Linked DNA regions of Callithrix jacchus: region 1 is linked to region 2. Evidence: chromatin contacts called from public Hi-C data. All regions are on one chromosome and are shown on one strand. The core of a region is the stretch at or near the end of the contact, and the rest is flanking DNA. Distances in the headings are between cores, read along the strand shown. Region 1 holds the start of KRI1 (KRI1 homolog). Region 2 holds the start of CDC37 (cell division cycle 37, HSP90 cochaperone).

The links. Hi-C and Micro-C count contacts between places; a contact is called where the count stands out from the background.
Region 1: a contact with region 2 is called in a Hi-C map of skeletal muscle, with 5 times the contacts expected there. The contact joins the promoter of KRI1 here to the promoter of CDC37 in region 2. A contact is called at or near these places in 2 of 3 Hi-C or Micro-C datasets (both in skeletal muscle).

What each region holds. Positions count from the first base shown.
Region 1 is chr22:9,741,491-9,748,777 of calJac240_pri, forward strand. KRI1 (KRI1 homolog) reads right to left here and starts at 2,310. Exons shown (of 20, transcript XR_013531050.1): 1 at 2,196-2,310; 2 at 2,010-2,083; 3 at 1,236-1,341. It overlaps CDKN2D (cyclin dependent kinase inhibitor 2D), which reads right to left and starts at 5,650. Exons shown (of 3, transcript XM_002761733.6): 1 at 5,618-5,650; 2 at 5,184-5,339; 3 at 2,750-3,684. The coding sequence starts at 5,324. The coding sequence ends at 3,325.
Region 2 is chr22:9,593,011-9,600,012 of calJac240_pri, forward strand. It overlaps CDC37 (cell division cycle 37, HSP90 cochaperone), which reads right to left and starts at 2,345. Exons shown (of 8, transcript XM_002761731.7): 1 at 2,179-2,345. The coding sequence starts at 2,280. The region is part of intron 1 of PDE4A (phosphodiesterase 4A); the gene reads left to right.

The DNA of each region.
Region 1 (7,287 bases), core at 1,060-3,559, 150 kb after region 2:
TCACTATGTTGCCCGAGCTGGAGTGCATGGCGTAATCTCGGCTCACTGCATCCTCTGAATCCCAGGTTCAAGCAATTATCCTGCCTCAGCCTCCCGAGTAGCTGGGATTACAGGTGTGCAAAACCACACCCAGCTAATTTTTGTATTTTTAGTAGAGACAGGGTTTCACCATGTTGGCCAGGCTGATCTCCAACTCCTAACTTCAAGTGATCCTCCTACCTCAGCCTCCCAAAGTGCTAGGATTACAGGCATGAACAACCATGCTCAGCTTGATTAATTATTGTAATTAGTTTTTTGAGAGTTGGGGTCTCAGTCTGTTGCTCAGGCTGGAGTGCAGTGTCAAGATCCTAACTCACAGCTCACTGCAGCTCAAACTCATGGTCTCAAGCAATCCTCCCACCTCAGCCTCCCAAATACCTGGGACACTAGGCACATGCCAGCATGTCCAGCTAAGTTCTGTATCTTTTGTAAAAATGGGGTCTTGTAGCCAGATGCAGTGGCTCACGCCTGTAATCCCAGCACTTTGGGAGGCTGAGGTGGGCAGATCACAAGGTCAGGAGTTTGAGACCAGCCAGATCAAGACCAGCCTGGTCAACATTGTAAAACCCCATCTCTACTAAAAATTGAAAAATTGGCCAGGTTTGGTGGGGGCGCCTGTAATCCCAGCTACTCGGGAGGCTGAGGCAGGAGAATTGTGTGAACCTGGGAGGTGTACGCTGCAGTGAGCCGAGACTGCACCACTGCACTCCAGCCTGGGTGACAGAGCAAGACTCTGTCTCCAAGAGAAAAAAAATGGGGTCTTGCTATGTTGCCCACACTTGTCTCAAACTCCTGGCCTCAAGTGACCCTCCTACCTCAGCCTCCCAAAGTGCTGGGATCAGAGGTGTGAACAATCTGCCCAGCCTAGTGGAGTTGGAATCACTCAGTCAGCAACTCCCACCATGAACAGTGCCAAGCACACAGTCATTATCCCACCACCAGGTAATAACCTAGGCTCTTGCTAAGGACTTGTGAAGCAATTCATTCAATAATCACAACAGATGAATTGTGTAAACTGGGTAAATCCCAATCTATCCTTAAATCTACCCTCAGGGCTGTTGGTACAATTAGATATACTTTACAGACAGGAAAAGATGCTGAGAGAATTCAAGACACTTCTCTGAATCCACACAGGAAAGGACCCAGGATTCCATTCCCGCGAAATGAAGGAGAGGCTGACAGGCATGCCCCCAGACCTGTTCTCTGATAGAAGGTGGCATCTTTCTGATAAATGCGGGGGTCCTTCTTCTTCAACAAGGAGAGCGTTCTGTAAAAGTCCCGCTCCTGCTGGGGGTCAAATTCCTAGGGCAGGAAAAGGGTTGGGGACAGACTTTAGAAGGCAGTAGTAAGAGCTCTGGCACCAGCAGGTGAGCTCAGCGTAGGGATTAGGATGGAGGGAGGGAGGATCTGGCTGGGGAGAGAGGCAGGTGTCAAACAGCAGGAGGGAGGGGCCCTCTTGGGGTGGGCAAGGGCAGGCCACAGGTGTACAGGATATGGATAAAGGAAGGCGAGGGGCAAGAAGGTAATTCCTGGGGAAGACAAGGACTTGACAAGGAGCAGGTGGGCTGAGGGCGCAAGGGAGACAGCGGGCAGTGGCTGGGCCAGGCCGCACAGTGGGGCCAAAATCAGGGTTGATGTGGGCAGAAGTTGGGCGCCCCACGTGGCACAAGGCGTACACTGAAAAATGGCTAGACTCTTGAGGATGAAAGGGGAAGGGGGTTCTTGAGGGACCGAGGAGTCGCCCCAAAATCAAAGTCGGCAGGTGGATCGTGGCAGGGGAGGGAAAATAGGGGGGGATTTGGCTCCCATGGGCAGAGGAAGGGAGCTTTCCGTCCCTCATGGGATGGGGGGCCGCGGCTGGACGCTCCGGCAGAGCGCCCTGGGGTTGAGGGTTAACCCCCGCATCTACGTTGGGGTCGGTAGGTGGCTTGGACTCCTCTGCATGCCCAGGACGGGAAGGGGACACGCACCACGCGCTCGTCACTGGAGTCCGACTCGGAGCTAGAGTCGCCGCCGCTGTCCCGGTCCCCGTAGCGATCCTTCACTGCGGGGCACAAACGGAATGCCCCCCGGGTCAGCCGGCGGGCCAGATCGACTCCCCACTTCCCAACCGTCCAGCGCGCGTAGGTTCCCGCGCGCATGCGCTCCACACTCACGCCGCTGCAGTTCTTCGCGCTCCCGGTAGCGGTTGTACCGCGCGGCAAACGCCGCGTTCACCCGCAACTGCGACGATCCCCGCGGTTCCGGCATGGCGGCTCTGTGGCCCACTGCGCATGCGCATTGAGGAAGTCCATGAGGGCGGGAGCGAGGGCGGCCCCGCCCACATCCACCTTTAAAGAAGGCGGACCGCGCCTAACCCCGCCCCTGGCTTCTCTGGGACCTCTTTCGCCTCTGGACCGCAGTCACCACCCACGGCTACGCCCCTGAGGGAAAGGACCGCGGCCACCGCCCACCCGCCCCACCCCCGGAGCTCGGGGCACCCAGCTGACATCTGGGGGCCCTTTCTCCACTCGCGGTTTCCTGCTTCCCTTCCGTTCCGACAGAGAAAACCGCTGCCCCACCCAGCTCACTCACCCCAGGCGCCCTGGGAATTACTATTCTCTCCCCTCACCCACGGCATCCACGATCCTCGACCTCCGTCCTCATCCCCATCAACATCCAAGATGTGTGACCCCCCTTCCCAGACTCAAAAATCAGAAGCCACCCGCGCTGTGATCATGCACAAATCTTAATTTAATGGGTAAAAACATTAAATTATTACACACAACATTTTTTCCAATAAAGCATAATAAATAGAATCCATTTCTTTTAAAACGCTGTACAAGAGACTGGAAAACAAGCTTCCAACAGAATATAAACTCATGCTACCTTCTTATTGATTTAGGACGCTCTCCCACCCCCATGCCTGAAGCAACGTCACTTCAGGTCTCTGAGCACAGCTGGCCAAGGTCACCAGGTTCCAGGAGCTCTGGAAATGACGACCTCACTCTTAAATGCTCGGCCCTTGCCTTGTCTGAGGCACAGAAGAAACTGAACCGTTTAGGTGGCTGTGGACTGCGGAGCCCTTCTCTGTCCAACACACCAAAAGGGGTGAGAAAAACAAATGAGAAACGTCCCCCAAACACACACACACACACCCCCAAAACCAACACCTATAAGCCACAAACTGGTGCTCCTCCCCTGCTGCGGCAGTGGGCAGGAGAAACAAGAAGAGAAAGTGTTTCTTCCCCTCTCTCCTGATATATAACCCCATGGGGTCCTCTTGCTAGAGAGAGTGACCCCAGATCACAGCGGGGCCACCATGTGCCCCTGCAGGATGTCCACGAGGTCCTGAGCCCCTCTCTGCAGTGCCAGCTCCAGGGGTGTGAGCCCCCTGGCATCCCTGCGATGGAGATCAGATTCAGCCGCCAGAAAGTTGACTACAGCAGTGTGACCTTCTTGCACCGCCAGATGAATGGGAAGTGCCCCGGTGCCATCAGGCGCGTTGACATCAGCCCCATGCTCCACTAGGACCTTCAGGGTATCCAGGAATCCAGTGCGGGCTGCGTCATGGATTGGACTGGTACCAGAGGTGTCCTGGACATTGGGGCTGGCACCTTGCTTCAGCAGCTCCAGGGCGATGGTGGTGCTGCCAAACATCATGACCTGTGTGAGGGACAGAGGATCAGGAGGTCTTCGAGGGAAGGGGTTCCAAAAAAGGGGTCACTGGAGAGAGAAGGGTCATCCAGAAAGAGGCATCTCCTAGGAACAGGATATGCCAGAGGAGGGGTCCTCTAGTGAACGGGGAAGCTGCATAAGCCCCCTGGGAACTGTTTGAGAACGCAGAGAAAAAGTTCTCCTGGGAATAGAGAACCCTTTCCTCCCCGCCCCCCCACCCCCCCACCGCCTGTCCTCACCCCAACCCGCCAGAAGCTGGTCACTCCCTTAAGAATAATATCAGTCCCCCAACCCAGAGAACAGCCCCCATGGAAATTTTCAAGGAACCTGACTCTCCTCCAAGGGACCAAAGACACCCCAGATATGGGCAATCACCAGGAAATATAAAATCCCCTCCAGGAAATGGGCCCCAAGAGACTGAGAACTACCCCAAAGAACTTGACAGTCCTCAAAAGGAAAAAGAGATGCCAAAGAAAAGTGAACCCCACCGCCATTCTCCAGGAAATAGCCTCCTCCTATATAATGATGATGTCACTTCAGGGTACCTGAGAGCTCCTTTCAAAAAACAGGATTCTGACCAGTGCAGGGCTCACGCCTGTAATCTTAGCACTTTGGGAGGCTGAAGAGGGTGGATCAGCTGAGGTCAAGAGTTCAAGATCAGCCTGGCCAACTTGGCGAAACCCCGCCTCTACTAAAAATACAAAAATTAGCCAGGCGTGGTGGCAGGGGCCTGTAATCCCAGCTACTCGGGAGCCTGAGGGTGGAGAATCGCTTGAACCAGGGAGGTGGAGGTTGCAGGGAGCCAAGATCGTGCCACTGCACTCCAGCTTCCATAAAAAAAAAAATTAAAAAAAAAAAAAAAAAGAGAGAGAGAGAGAAAAGAAAGGAAAGGAGGATTCCAAAAGCAGTAAGAGAAAGGAGACTCCTCTGTAACACGTCTCCCAAGGGAATATAGGGACTCTTACAATCTGACACTGTTTCTCCTCCGGGGCCCCCACACTATACCAAAGATCCGCATAAACTTTGGGAATTAAGATCCCACCCCCAAGTAACCAAATATGTCTCAGAGAGCCCCCTACAAAATGAGGAACCCCTGGAGACCGGACCTCTCCTTCCAGAGATCGGATCTTCCCATAGAAGCCCCCAAAAATGTGAGCCGTCCCCAGGGAAAAGGCATCCAAAGAAGCTGAACCCACGGAATAGAAAACCTCCCCAGAGAAAAAGAATCCCCTGCACTCAGAGAACCAGGAATCCTCCCAGAGAAGAATCTGGAAAGCTATCCCCTCCCCCTCCAACCTAGCCTCACCCACCACCCACCTTCGAAAGGGGACCATGGGGGAACAATAAAAGCCTAGAGAAGAAGGACCGGTCCCCAGTAGGTTGCACCACCAGGGCCAAGAGACCAGAGGAGAGGGGCTCTGGGGTCTCAACACTCACCTCGCTGAGCCGCCCCGCCCCGCCCCTGACTTGAGCCAGCCCGGCCTCACCTGCAGCGCCGTCTTGCCAAAGCGGTTGAGGGCGTCGGGATGCACCAGCTCGCGATGCAGAAGGCGGCGCACCTCCTGCACGTCGCCCCGGGCCGCGGCCCCACTCAGCCGGTCGCCGGCGCAGACCTCCTCCAGCAGCATGTCGACAATGACGGCCTGCGAAGTCCCCCACCCCGCCCCAGCCAGGCGCCGTCAGCACCGAGGAGCCGGCGGGCGCTGGCCCGAACAGCCCTCCCGGGGCGCGGCCGCGGTGCGCCTCGCTGCGCTGCACTCCCGGCCCGGCTCCCCAGCCCGAGACCCCGGCCCTCCCAGCGGGCTCCTCCCCCTGTCAGCCGGCCCCCGGTGGGGGGCCGGGAGTCCGGCCCAACCCTCGGCCGCCCGCGGGGCCCTGCCCGGCGCCCGCCCCTTGGGGGCCGGGTCTCCCCCCAACTCACCCTCCCTCCTCCTAGCCGGGCGGGGTCTGCTCTGAGCCTGCGCCGCCGCAGCAGCCAGGGCAGCCGCCAGGGGGCGGAGCCAACGTGCTCCCGGCCCCGCCCCGAACTCCGGGGATTTGTTTTCTTACAAATTCGCTACTGTGTAACGATGCCGCTTTGCCTGTGGCGCAACCTTACGGTGCTCCGCCCACAGGACCTGCGTAACCAATGGATTGGCGTCGCCGGGGTAATTTCGGGCTCGGGGTGAAAGACGTCGCTCCTGTTTGGTCAGAGCGCGGCAACCGGTGGCCTGCCAGCAATGGCGGGGTTTTCGGTTTTCAAATGTACTCGGCGGGCGGGAAAGACGGTCGGTTTAACTGACCCAGGGGGAAAGGTCAAGGACAGGGTAGAGCGGGAAAGACGGTCGGTTTAACTGACCCAGGGAGAAAGGTCAAGGACAGGGTGGAGCGGGCTGCTCCGGGACCTCGGCGCCTCCTGGGGGAAGGGAGGCAGGGCTGGGGCCACCCAATCTGGGGTTCCACTACTAATAGACATTGATTGGCCCTTACTACACGCTGGGCGCTTTATTTCATTAACTCATCTTTTCCTGTGTGCAGGGAGCGTTCTGGGTGCTGCACGCGCACATTCAAGCAACTAAATAATATTAGCGTAAAGCACAGTGAAGAAAGGGAGATGGGGAGACGGGGTAGAAGAGGAAGGGATCACCCTGCCTGGCTCACACTGAGCCAGGAGGAAAGGAGCCTGCAGTTGCCACGTGAGAAGGCCTGGGAGGACAGAGTCGCAGACAGACAGGGACTCAGAGGTCTTCGCTCAAAGATTTATTTGGCACCACCTAGAGGTGCCAGAGCGGAGAGCATGCCAGGCAGCCCCTGCTGTAGGGACACCTATGGTTTGGGGCCGGAGACAATAGTTAATTTTTATTTATTTTTGAGACACGGTCTCACTCCCATCACCCAGGCTGGAGTGCAGTGGCGAGATCACAGCTCACTGCAGCCTCAACTTCCCGGGCTCAAGTGATCCAACCGCCTCAGCCTCCGGAGTAGCTGTGACTAAGGACGCACCACCACGCCCAGCTAATTTGTATTTTTAGTTCAGATTGGGTTTCACCATGTTGCCCAGGCTGGTGTTTTTGGTTGGTTTGTTTTTTGTTTTTAAATACAGATTTTTTTTTTTTTGAGACCTAGTTTCGTTGTTGTTACCCAGACTGGAGTGCAATGGCACAGTCTCGGCTCACCGCAACCTCCGCCTCCTGGGTTCAAGCAATTCTCCTGCCTCAGCCTCCCGAGTAGCTGGGACTACAGGCGCGCACCACCATGCCCAGCTAATTTTTTTTTTTTTTTTTGAGACGGAGTTTCGCTCGTTACCCAGGCTGGAGTGCAATGGCGCGATCTCGGCTCACCGCAACCTCCGCCCCCTGGGTTCAGGCAATTCTTCTGCCTCAGCCTCCTGAGTAGCTGGGATTACAGGCACACGCCACCGTGCCCAGCTAATTTTTTGTAATTTTTAGTAGAGACGGGGTTTCACCATGTTGACCAGGATGGTCTCAATCTGCCGACCTCGTGATCCACCCGCCTCGGCCTCCCAAAGTGCTGGGATTATAGGCGTGAGCCACTGCGCCCGGCCAGATTTTTTTTTTTTTTTAAGACAGAATCTCGCCCTGTCGCCCAGGC
Region 2 (7,002 bases), core at 1,095-3,594:
TGGGGCCATATTATCCCAGGTTTCACACGGCCTCAAAGGGGTTTCTTTTGAGTCTTGCCGCATCAAAGAAATAAGCAGCAAGGGGCAGGGCTGGGATTGGAACCCAAGCTTGCCTGCCCTTGAACCTATGCTGGAGACACTGAAGCCCCCTGCCTCCCTTAAGCACCACTACGGCCACTGGGTTCTCAGTGGCAGGACAGGGAAAGCTCCGTGCCAGACGGAGGAGGGTGTGGCAGGTATACTACGCTGCAGGAGGGGGCCCTCCCACCCGGCAGGACCAAACCATTCTCCACAGTAGTAAAGATTAACCTCTTTATGTGACAGAAATAGGTCTTCCCAAGAATAGTCTTTGGAGCTTTGCAGAAGTTTTAAATATTTCATAATAAAATGTTACACACAGCAAGAAATAGAAGCGCTAGAACTTTCTTCCCACACTCCAGTGGCTTGCTTGGCAGGTACACTACCCAGGAGACTCAGGATTTAAGGAATAGGTCTGGAGGTGGGACTGGGAGCCAGATGAAGAAACTAATGTCATATTCTGGTGTATTCTGGAAGGATGGAGAAGGGACCTTCTGGTTGTTTCTGGATAAATGATGGGGAGTTGGCCTATGGGAGGACGGGGTAAGAGAGCCTCACTAGAAGGTTCTGAGAGGTATATGCCTCTAGTTTAAGAGTACAACATGGCTGGGCACAGTGGCTTATGCCTGTAATCCCAGTACTTTGGGAGGGTGGATCACCTAAGGTAGGGAGTTCAAGATCCGCCTGATCAACATAGAGAAACCCCGTCTCTACTAAAAATACAAAATAAGCCTCTCATGGTGGCGCGTGCCTGTAATCCCAGCTACTCAAGAGACTCGAGGCAGGAGAATCACTTGAACCTGGGAGGCAGAGGATGCAGTGAGCCAAGACAGCGCCATTGCACTCCGGCCTGGGTGACAAGAAACACCATCTCAAAAAAAAAAAAAAAAGAGTACAACAGACACTGGTAAGTGGATGCAGGCGCTCTGATTTGGAGGAGCAAGAGGTTAAACCTTTAAGTCTTAGTCACCTCATTGGCTTGTGAGCACTGAGGGGGTGGTAGAATATGGATCACCCAGGTATTCTGGAGTCTGGATTTGGGGGTTCTGTTGTGGGCAGACAGACAGAAGAAGGGTTAGTGAATTTAGAATCAGACCAGGAGACTCCCTGGATAAGAGCAGGGACAATTTAGATATCAGAGAGTAGCTCATCAGGCTGGGGACATAAGGTGGGGTGGGTTTGGGATCCTGGGCTTGAGTTAGGGGAAAGTTTCCAATACTGGCTGAAGCTCATGCAGGAAGCCAGTCTGGGAGGTGGGTGGTGACAGAGTCGGCAATACCAAGTAGGGGCAGGGGCTCTGGCTGGACCGGAAGCCACGAGGGCAGGATTTCCTGGTATAATGGGAAATGCCTCTACCAGAGGCCAAAGGAGAGGCTGGAATGTGAGGCTCCATCGGGGTGGAGCTGGTAGTTAGATCCAGACGGGAACCAGGTTCCAAAACCCAAGTCCTTGGTGAGACTAAAGACCCTAAGGGGGCAAGGGTCTACACTCTAGGAAGGGGGTTCTGAGTGTGGGCAGGAGTCCCAGGCCAGAAACAAGAATATCAGGGTAGCACAGAGTTCCTTGTTCTGTTTAGAAAAGGAGCGATGACTCCGGATCTGAATGGGAACCTGGGATCAAGATCCCAGAAAGTAGATTCCAGGACAGACCAAAGTACTGGGGTTCCAAACTATAGAGGTGGGGGAGGGGGCGATCGGAGATTCCAGATAGTAAGTGGATACCCGAATAGGATCAGGATCATCCAGAAGAATTTGGGGTCCAAACCTCGAGGCAGAGTTCTCGGTGTAAACGTTAGGTCCCAGACAGAATTAGGGAGATTCCCCCCAAGACTGCTCTAGGGGAGTCTAAACTATGAAGAACTTCTACGGGGTGAATAGGGAATCCCACGAAAAAATTGGAGCGTGGGGGTGAGGGGTGGTGGAGATCCCGGGCAGGGACTCAGAGTCCCCGCGGTACTGGGGTCCCGGAGTTTAATCGTGGCTTCTGAAAGTCCAGACTATGGGAGTGAGAATCCTAGGTGTGAACAGCGGGGTCCCTGGGCAGTATCGGGGATCACAACTTCCCCCGGAGTGGGGAAAAGGATGGGCGAGCGCGCCTTACCTGGTGCCGCCAACGGAAGAGGCTGGCCGTGTCGATGTTGGGGTGCGTCTCGTCTTCATCATCAGACACCTCAATGTGGTCCCACACGCTGTAGTCCACCATCTTGCCTCGGCAGCCCAGCCCCGCTCCGGCTCGGGTGGTGGCGGTGGCGGCAGAGCTGGAGACTCGGCGAGCGAGCCCCGCCCCTTCCGCTTCCGCCCGACTGCGGGCAACCCCGCCCTCCCGTGACGTCACATCCTTAGTAACCGCGGCAGCGGCACTGGCTACCGAGCCTGCCTTAAAGGGCCCTGCGCAAGTGTTCCGGACCCCAGGAGTTCTCGCAGAGACTACCTCTTTGGGCGCTGGGTCTCAGCTAGGCCTCCTCGGGGCGGGGGCATACGTGTGGGCGCTACAACTCCAAGCCCTCCTCATCTCCCAACGCCCCGCGGTGGGCGTTTGGGGCGGCAGCGAGAGGACGGTTGATGAGGCAGAGAGGACTGTCCCCTCAGCCACGCCGCAGTGACGTCTGCAAGGGGTAGGGACAAGGGGGAAGGCTCTCCCCCGCCCCTCGTAAACGGGGACCTAAGCCTGCGCTTGAGAGGGGCGCTTGATGACTCTGACTGTCTCAGTTCGAGGAGGACTGACCTGCCCTGGGGGTGTCTAAATCGAGGGCAGTATGGCCCTCCCCTTGCGGGGTTAAACCTGGAGTGGAGATTGTGGCCCCGCCTGGGAAGCTGGGGTTTCCCCCCCTCGGACAACAGCCTTCTCCTCGTCCTCCAGCTCCTGCCATTCGCAGCGAGGACTCGCGCGCGCGCGCGCGCGCACGCACACACACACACACACACACACAAAATCTCCGGGAGACCCCCCCCAGCGGATCTCGGCGCCCCTCCCCTCGTGGCCGCTGGGTGTCGCTAGAGTCTAGGCCGCAGCGCGTACTCCTGGCCCCGCGCTCGGTGGTGGGGGATCGTGGAGGGGTGGAAGGGGGCTTTCCTTGTCGTCACAGTCTAGGGCCACGCGTAGCCCCTCCCCGTTCGTCTGGGGGTCCCCTTCCTCCGCCAGAGCTCTAAGGACTCCATTACTTTAAGCATGCCGGGCCCCAGCCTCACACTTTCATGCAACCCAATCCACGCTTTGATACCGGGATAACAGGCCGTGTTGCAGCCTCGGGCTAGGATTATCTCAGATTAACGGGTGCTCCGTCGTGGGGCAGGCTGGATAGGAGGAGCTCCAGCCACCCGGGTGAGGGGCGCCTCTTCCTAGTCTCCCCTGGAGCAGACGTTGGAGGCGCGGCCTGGAGAGAGCGAGCGAAGGTCTCCAGTTGTGGGGGGATTTCCCGGTGCATTGAGTGGGAGGGGCCATCGGACAAAAACGCCCTCCCGCCGCAGCCCCTCCTCCTCGCGCTTCATTCAAACCCGCGAGTGGGCGGGCAGCGGCGGGGGAGTCCCCCCTCCTCCCCCTCCCTCTTACTCTCCACCCTGGCAGTCCAGCACATCAGAGGCCGTCACAGCCCGAGCACGCGCGCGCACGGACCCACACCCCGGCGGCTCTCACAATCGCACACACACATACACACTCACACCAGCAAACAAAGGGTCTGGACACCCCCGTCCCCTCCCGCCCCCCAGGCCGGAGAGGGCAGGGCATCCCCTCCCCAGCCCCCCCCCGCAAGGTAAGCTTGGGGCTGCGAGCTGCGGTGGGGAGGGGGACCCAGTGCCGTGGAGGGAGGGGGCCAGGACGGTACGGGGTTCCCTGGCTCCCCAGGAAAGCCGTACCCCCACCCCCACCGTACGCCCTGTAGGGCTTCGGCCCGGTCATCAGGCTGTGGGTGTTTGGAGAGAATCCCAGATGTCGGGGATTCCCGGTTATGCGTGGGGTCTCTCTTCCCGGCTTTGGAGCCTGGAGCTGCCCAGCTTCAGCAAAACAGGGTCCCCGGAGCCTCAGCTTCCAGAACTGGGGACAGGGCGCCGGAAGCGTCCCCATCAACGCCAAGCATTTCCTAATTCACCAGCACAGCACTTCCAGCCCTGGGGACTGAGAAGGAGACACCCCTAAGTCGCTTTGCACTGTCCCTCTGTCCCCGGTGCCCACCCACCCCCATCTGTGCAAACGCTGCTGTGTCTCTCCTGCCTGTGGGGTGGGGGTAGGGGGAATTGGGAACGCTTTTGGGGTCCACCCTTGCTGCTTCTGCTACATCCCATAGCCACCTATCACTGAGCTGCGGGGCCGGCAGGCAGCTTTGCCTTCCTGAGTCAATGTCCTCATCTGCAAAATGGGTAATGACACACACCCAGGATTCCGAGATCTCGTTCGCGAAGAGCCTGCTTTTGCGCCATCATTGTATTTATTAGCTCATTTTACATATGCTTCCCAAGTGCCTACTATGTGCTGGGCACTGTGGCCAGGCTTTGGGGCAGCAGCAACCTACAAACCCAGCGGGGGCTGGTGAGGGAGCAGGATCCCCGTATAAACAGACAGATCCCCGAGGGTGATTTCAGACTGTGAAGACTAAAATTCTATCCTCGGACTCAGAGAGACTAGGGAGAAAGGCAGTCAAGATTAAAGGAGGGCAGGCCATGGTGGCTCACACCTATTATCCCAGCACTTTGGGAGGCTGAGGTGGGCGGATCACTTTGAGGTCAGGAGTTGGAGACCAGCCAGGCCAACATGGTGAAATCCCATTTCTACCAAAAATACAAAAATTAGGTGGGCGTGGTCGTGCGCCCCTGTAATCCCAGGAGGAGGTTGCAGTGAGCCAAAATCATGCCACTGCACTCCAGCTTGGGCAACAGAGCAAGACTCTGTCTCAAAAAGAAAGAAAGAGAGAGAGAGAGAAGGAAAGAAAGAAAGCATTAAATGAGCTTTCTGGATTCTGCCTGCCTTCCTTCTTGGGTCTGAGCTCCATGAGGGCAGGGTCAGGTCTAGAATAGTGGCTGGCACACAGTAGGTGCTCAGTAAAAGTTGAATGAGCCTAGCACTGTAGTGTGAGCCTGTAGTCCCAGCTACTTAGGAGACTGGCTGGAGGATCCCAGCAACACCCGTCTCTAAAAAAAGAAATAAAAACAAAAATAAATCCTTAGCTGGGCATGGTGGCACACACCTGTAGTCCCAGCTCCTCAGAATTGCTTGAACCTGGGAGTCAGAGGTTGCAGTGAGCCGAGATAGTGCCAATTGCACTCCAGTCTGGATGACAAGAGCGAAACTCCATCTCAAAAAAAAAAAAAAAAATCTTAAATGTATTAAAGAGGGGATTAGATGTAAGACTAGATTCTAGAACTGTAGATTAGGAAGAAGGCTTAGTATAAACCAGTCCACCTCCCCCTTGAATTTGATACAAGAGACAGTGAGTCTCAGAATGTCAACATTTCTACAAAATCAAGGCCCTGCACAGTGGCTCACATCTGTAATCCCAGATGTTTGGGAGGCTGAGGTGGGAGCATCGCTTGAGCCCAGGAAATCGGGGCTGCAGGGACCCATGATCACGTCACTGCACTTCAGCCTGGGAGACAGAGTGAGACTCTCACCAAAAAAAAAAAAAGAAGAAGATGGTGAAAGCAAGCGTTGTGTACAGCTGGGGACAGAGACCAGAACTGAGAGCTCAGCCCTCTAGGAACTCCTGGTGTTCTGCCAGTGCCCACCTTTCCCCACATAGCATATAGACACAGCACTGCATTCATCTATTCAATATTTATTCACCACCTACTATGTACCAGGTGCCAGGGACACAGCAACAAACAGAACAAAACCCCTTGCCCCAGTGGAGCTGACCTTTAGTGGAGGAAACTGAAACGAAATACCATGATCAAAAAGATAGAGGGACACACTGTGACTAGGATACTGATGGAAATAGAGGACGTGGCTGGTATTTAGAAAGACGGCCTGGAGGAGCTGAATTCAGCGCACACACACTCAAACCCAAACGTAATCCCACTAACACTCATCACGGCAGAGCAGCCGTCCGAGAGTCTGAACAATGCCCCGAGGCTCCATGGGTACTGAGTGACTGAGCAGAGATTTAAACTTGGAACCTGCATTTTTCTTTTTTGTTTTTTTTTTTTTTTTTGAGACAGAGCCTCACTCTGTCATGCTCTCGCTGGAGTAGGGTGGCTCTATCTCGACTCACTGCAACCTCCGCCTCCTGGGTTCAAGTGATTCTCCGGACTCAGTCTCCTGAATAGCTGGGATTACAGGCATGCAATACCACGCCCAGCTGATTTTTCAGTAGAGGCAGGGTTTCACCACATTGGCCAGGCTGGTCGAGAACTCCCAACCTCAGGTGATCCAACCACCTCGGCCTCCCTAAATGCTGGGATTACAGGCATGAGCCACTGCTCCCACTTTTCCTTTCTTTTTAAAGACTGGATCTCGTTCTATCACCCAGGCTGGAGTGCAGTGGCAATCACAGCTCATTTGCAGCCTCAAACTCCTGGGCTCAAGCAATCCTCCTGCCTCAGCCTCCTGAGTAGCTGGGATTACAGGCACACACCACCACACCTGGCTATTTTTTTTTTCATTTTACCTCAAATATGAGATCTCTAAGAGTTGGAGGCTGCAATGAGCTATGATTGCACCTCTGCATACCAACCTGGGTGACTGCAGGAGCCTCTACCTCAAAAAAGAAAAAAAAAAGTGGGATGTCGCTATGTTCCCCACGCTGGTCTCAAATCGCTGGACTCAAGCAATTCCCCTGCCTCGGCCTCTCAAAGTGCTGGGCATATAGGCATGAACTACTGACCCAGCCTCCAGAACTGCATTTCTAGGCTCTGTGAAATACTGTTTCCCACTGCACCTATACCCAGGACGCCCCCCAACACACACACCTACACATTCATATTACAGTCACAC